Linked DNA regions of Mus musculus: region 1 is linked to region 2. The links are chromatin contacts, called in public Hi-C maps. All regions are on one chromosome and are shown on one strand. Each heading gives the region's core, a stretch centred on a gene start, on an enhancer-like site or on the middle of the called end of the contact. The rest is flanking DNA. Distances are from core to core; before and after follow the strand shown.

Region 1 (2,700 bases), core at 55-2,554, 79 kb before region 2:
TGTCCGTGAGCCTGGGTTATTAGACACACAGTTAACTCCACATGGCACTAAAAGTTGTGGTGTTCAAACTCTTCAGACAAACCTGTAGGTCCCACAGTCCCATAAAAATATAAATATCGGAGACCCTACCCCTTACTTTTTTAAAGGGAAGGTTGGGTTTTTTTTTCCACATTTGCTGCTTGTTTCAAGTTTAAGGCTTTTAAATCTCATTTTTGAAAGTAATTTTGTTTGCTAGGTTTTTTTTTTTCAGTGTTTGGGATTAAACACAGGGCTGTGCATATACTGGCAAGTGCCCTGCAGGTGAGTTATTTCCCTGGCTCCTTTAAAACACTCAAGTTGAAGAACAAGGTGGTTTAATGACTTACTAACATATACTTGTGACAGTGTTAAGTTTTGACTAATAGACATGCTCAGATTATACAGGAGACATCATGGTGATTATTTTCCAATTAAAATCTCCACTCATGGGTAAAATAGCAGGGTGTCATAGATTCTAGAACTACTTCACACGAAACATCTTCACAATATAGTTTGTATAGAATATGTTCATATGTATAGTTTGTTTAGAAGGCCCACATATAACGCTACTTGGGAATTTGTTGTTTTGTGGCTGAGAAAAGTTTTGTTTTCTGTTTTTATTTGCCATGACTGGAGCGCACCAGAATCTTGGACTATTTTCTTTTTTCTGTGTACCATTCTTTCTGTCCTTCCCCAAACATCCCAAACACAAAGACATCCACCTCAGTCCTCAGCCTTCAGAAGGAAGCTGATTTGTTAGTTGCTCTCCTAGGTGTCCCAGTGAGTTTAGCCTTCCATAAATAATTAAGGCCCCAAACCTTCAGTCCCTACACTCCTGATGGGGATGAGAGACCGGGCTCTCTGTGGGGTTAATGTCTGTTCTACACTTAATGTGTTACCCCCGAGCTTTCTCCCTTTGGAGAATTCTGTATTTCATGACATTTCCCCAGTCTTAAACCTGCAGTTAGCTTTTCCTGTACACACCAATGTAAGGCAAGCCTAATTAATTTTTCATTTATACTTTAAATATATTTTTAAGCATACAAAATATAGTGAACAGTGCCTTTAACGTAGAGTACAAACATTTCTTCAAACAATATGTTCATACTCTGACTCAGCAATTTAATTTATCACATTTCAGCTGGAAATGTGAGGAAATCTGTTAAGGACTGTGTGTTGGAAGCCTCGGTTATCTTATTCCCTGTTGAGTCTCATTAACTGTGGTTGTAGAGGCCCTTTAAGAGAGCATTCTACATATACTTAAGTTATCTCACGTTACAGCTTGCATCTCATGAAACATGTTTGTTTTGATAGTAACCTCCGGGATCACGTGTTGTTTTTGACCCTTCTGGCCCCCCGGAAGAGGGTGATATACAAACAGTGTGACCTGTGTGCACACTGAGGAGCAGTCTGCCCCCCTCTGCACGCCTATGGCCTGGGCATGCTTTTTTGCACGTACAGCTGGCCTGTACTTCTGCATTTCCTGGATGAACCAGTGAATGTTCGTGCTTATTTATAACAGCCTATCTCCAAAAAGGACTTCAGGCAGCTTGCACAATTGATTAATAGCCATTGGAAAAATATAGTATCCAGAGCCAAAGTCAGGTTTTATCTGGAAGAAACCTTCACCGCACTAAGCAAAACAGTTGATGGATGCCAGAAATGAGCTAAAAACTGCCCGGGAAGACTCATTAATAGTCATTATATGCTTTGTAAGCCCTGCAAATAAAAACACACCGTAGAAGCTACATAGCGCAGCAGGTTACGCCAACCAAGACCGTTTGTGATTGTGAAATGCTGGAAGCTTCGAAGATGAAGGGCATCCTTGTGGTGAAGTGTACAAAGCTCGCCTTTGAATAGGAAGGAGTCCCTCCCTGCCCGAATAGAAATTCAACACACCTACAAAGTTTTCCTACAATGGAAAATGTGAAACCAGTTAATGACTTCTTTCTGCCAGCCCAAGGAATTAACCATGCCAGAGATTTTTTTTTTAATGTATAAACAAGCAAAGAAATCCTAGACTAAGACCATGAACTTTAAAGAGAATATTGCACTTCTCACCACAGAGGTGTTATCAAGGGGACTTTGAGCAATGTGGCACTCTTAAAGCAGTGTGTTTTAAAGTATATCTAATTATTATCTAATTACCTGAACAAGTCCACTTCCTACGTGAACTACTACACGGGTCTTCTAGAGTCTTCCCCTGCTCTGTTCTGTTCTGCAGCCACTCTCCTGGCAGCAAATGTCATGCTGTTGAATGAATCGCTGTTTTCCTGTAATCTGAGACATGACATTTATTGACAGAAATTCCAGCGTGGTCACACTGGTAAGCTTACAGAGTTCTGGTTGGAAGCCACTCACATGAGAGTATCATTAGCTTTCTCTTGGCATTTTAAAGAGTCTCTTTGGATGTTTTTTCCTAGTGACCCAATGACATTTTAACATCTTAGATATCCAATTGACTCCCTTAGGTACTTCCTGTAGCCCTGTACCACAAAACAAACAAACAAACAAACAAACAAACAAACAAACAAACGGCAGTTGTTCTCATCAGTTCCACAAGGACCAAGTTTCATTCCTGTCAAAAATTCAAGACTTACACTGAGTACAATTGGGAAAACAAATTTGTCAACAAATTCTGCTAATCAGGCAGGGAAGCTTTCCTAAATATGGGAGAGAAAT
Region 2 (2,700 bases), core at 74-2,573:
AGTTCTGGTGAAGTCTCATTTCCCTCTCTGTCTGTCTCTGACTCCCTCTCCTTATATAGACTGCTTTTCATACCACATCTAAGAAAATTTTGCTTTCTCCCAGGGTTTCGAAGAGTTTTCTGTTTTCTTCTAAAAGTTGGGTAGTTTTAGCTTTTACCTTGAAGTTGGTGATTTATTTTAAGGTAGTGTTTATGTGTGAGAGGGAAGTGTGTGCATGTGTGTTTCTTGTATGTGGATGTCTTCTCCAGTTTACTGCTAATAATACACTACCACAGTATAGATAAAGCCTATTCTTTAGTTGTTATTGTTTTTCTTTGTACGTGTGTGTGTGTGTGTGTGTGTTGCATGCGTGCATGCATGTGCTCCGTGGGTCCACATGACTATCCTGACTCATGTCCCCAGGATTGCCAAGCAAGGACTCTTACCCAACTTAACCATTTCTCTATCCCCTGGGTAAACTTATTTTGGCTCCTACTCTGCCCTGTGGTTGAGGGGCTATGTCAGAAGGCATCGTCACATGGCAGGAGATGGGGAGTGTAGGAGAGATGCAGCCAAACAAGCTTCCACAACAGACCCACCCTAGATAACCCATTGGACCACCACTTTTCAGTCACATAAACAGACTCCCCCACGGATGAGAGCAGAGCCTCAGGCACCTCGTAAATGGGCCTGCGGATTGCACTTCTGCATTGTCTGATGAGGATGCAATGTCAACACAGGTTTTTTTGGGGGGGTGGGGTAACAAGCTATGTTCAGCCCATAGCCATTAATATCCACGTTCTCTAACACCATTGTGGAGGGGTGGGTCAAGCTTACTGGTGTGTGAGTTGCATATATTCAATTCTTTTGCAGTGTGGTTCTCTAGATGTATACAAACATGTACAGTCATAGAGCCAGCTTTAATGTCAAGATGCTGATGATAATGTTCCATCAGCCGCCCCCCCCCAGTCTCTTTTGAATTTTTTCCCTATCCTTTCCATACCTGGGAATACTGATGTTTCCTGTGCTTCTATGTCTATGCCTCATGCAGAAGGCTACTACAAATAGAAGAACTCTGAGCCACTGGTGAGAGTGGAAGCATTGCTAAGTGTGGAGCCGTTGCTGAGTATAGAATCTTTGGTGAGTGTAGAACCGTTGCTGGGTGTGGAAGTATTGGTGAGTATTAGAACCCTTGCTGGGTGTAGCCCTCTCCTCCCATTTCTTCCACACTAAGCACTTGAGATCCATCCAAGGTGGTGTATTTAACAGTAACTCATCTGCTTGTTTCTGAGTAATATCCTGTTATGTAAAGATACCATATTTGTTCATCCATTCTCTACTTGAAGGGCATTTGGGCTATTTTTAGTGTCTGGCTTTGCTGACTAAAGCAGCTTGCTATAGATTGAGCTGTCTATAATGCAAAATTTCTATGTTGCACTCTTAATCCTGAGCATCTGAGAATGGAAACCTATACAGAAGTGGGATCTTTCCGGGTATAACTAATTAAGTTAAAATGAGGTCCTAGTGAAAAAAGGAGTCCTTAACAGTATTGTTATTGCATACATGGAGAGAAGAGAGGCCACCAAAAGGCAAGAGCAGGCAAAGACACAACAAGCCCTGTGACCATAGAGGCAGGGGATGAACTCTGCAAGTCCAAGAATGATAGGGCTACCAAAAGCTGAAAGAGACTCCAAAGGATCATTCCCTAGAGAGAGAGAGGAGAGAGAGAGAGAGAGGAGAGAGAGAGAGAGAGAGAGAGAGAGAGAGAGAGAGAGAGAGAGAGAGAGCAAGTGAGCACACCTTTGGATTTGTAGACTTAATCTATGGGGGAATGATTCTGTTTGCAACTGGAGGGATGCAGTGAGACTGGAGGGATGCACTGTGACTGTGTGTTGAAGTTGAGAGTGTGTACCTGAAGTTGGGGGATTTTTCTGGTACAGATGTTGCCCAGACAAGAAGAGTGTTGATCCCAGGATGAAGCTTCACCATAGACAGAGAACCATCGTGCATTTGACCCCAGAGATCTTCCCACAAGTCTATTCAGAGGAGCTGCGAGCTGAGACATATGCACGGGTAACCTACCTTCTTACTCCAGGTCAGAGTATCTGAAAAATGCTGGTAACTCACACGCACAGGAGTGAGTTAGGCAATGCCCCCACAGTCACCGTCCACCTGATTCTTACACCATTGGCAACCTCTGAATTTTTTCTTTTTTTTCCATTTTTTATTAGATATTTAGCTCATTTACATTTCCAATGCTAAACCAAAAGTCCCCCATACCCACCCCCACCCACTCCCCTACCCACCCACTCCCCCTTTTTGGCCCTGGCATTCCCCTGTACTGGGGCATATGAGCAGATTTTACAGGGCAATCAAAGTTCTGTAAAGTCAAAAGTTGCCCATGCATTTATTAGGCTAATGCAATCTGGTTGTTAATTTATTGGGATTCTTATGCAAGCTCTGGAGCTTATTTTTGGCAATAGCTGAAGATTAGAATTGGAAACTTGTTAAAAACCTCAGATCCTTCCAATGAGCTAGCCCCATTTTAAAGTTTAGATCTTTGGTTCTCCAAACTACTTGCTAGGACCAACTCTGTGTTCCACACTGACACAGCTATTCGGCTGCTAACACCATCTCTTAGACACTTAGTTCTGTAGGAAAATAGATGTATTACAGAAATGGTATCAAAATTCCATGAGCTGACATACTAGCTAGAAAGCA

What was found. A called contact is a pair of places that touch in the nucleus more often than the background predicts.
Region 1: a contact with region 2 is called in a Hi-C map of the G1E-ER4 cell line, with 2.0 times the contacts expected there. The contact joins two enhancer-like sites. A contact is called at or near these places in 9 of 484 Hi-C or Micro-C datasets (the G1E-ER4 cell line, cortical neurons, embryonic stem cells and 3 more), 1 of 115 datasets of contacts at active chromatin or transcription factors (embryonic stem cells) and 1 of 9 other capture datasets (embryonic stem cells).

Annotation. Positions count from the first base shown.
Region 1 is chr8:36,282,420-36,285,119 of GRCm38.p6, reverse strand. All of the region lies in intron 1 of Gm35712 (a long non-coding RNA gene), which reads right to left. Among named protein-coding and RNA genes, the nearest start is that of Lonrf1, 34 kb to the right of the region's middle. Within about 2 kb of position 1,304, at least 36 of the 459 cell types and tissues checked have an H3K27ac peak or open chromatin away from gene starts, as enhancers often do. A contact at or near this core is called in the G1E-ER4 cell line, where this site is marked.
Region 2 is chr8:36,203,699-36,206,398 of GRCm38.p6, reverse strand. No RefSeq gene overlaps it. Among named protein-coding and RNA genes, the nearest start is that of Gm39165, 3.6 kb to the left of the region's middle. Within about 2 kb of position 1,323, at least 2 of the 459 cell types and tissues checked have an H3K27ac peak or open chromatin away from gene starts, as enhancers often do. A contact at or near this core is called in the G1E-ER4 cell line, where this site is marked.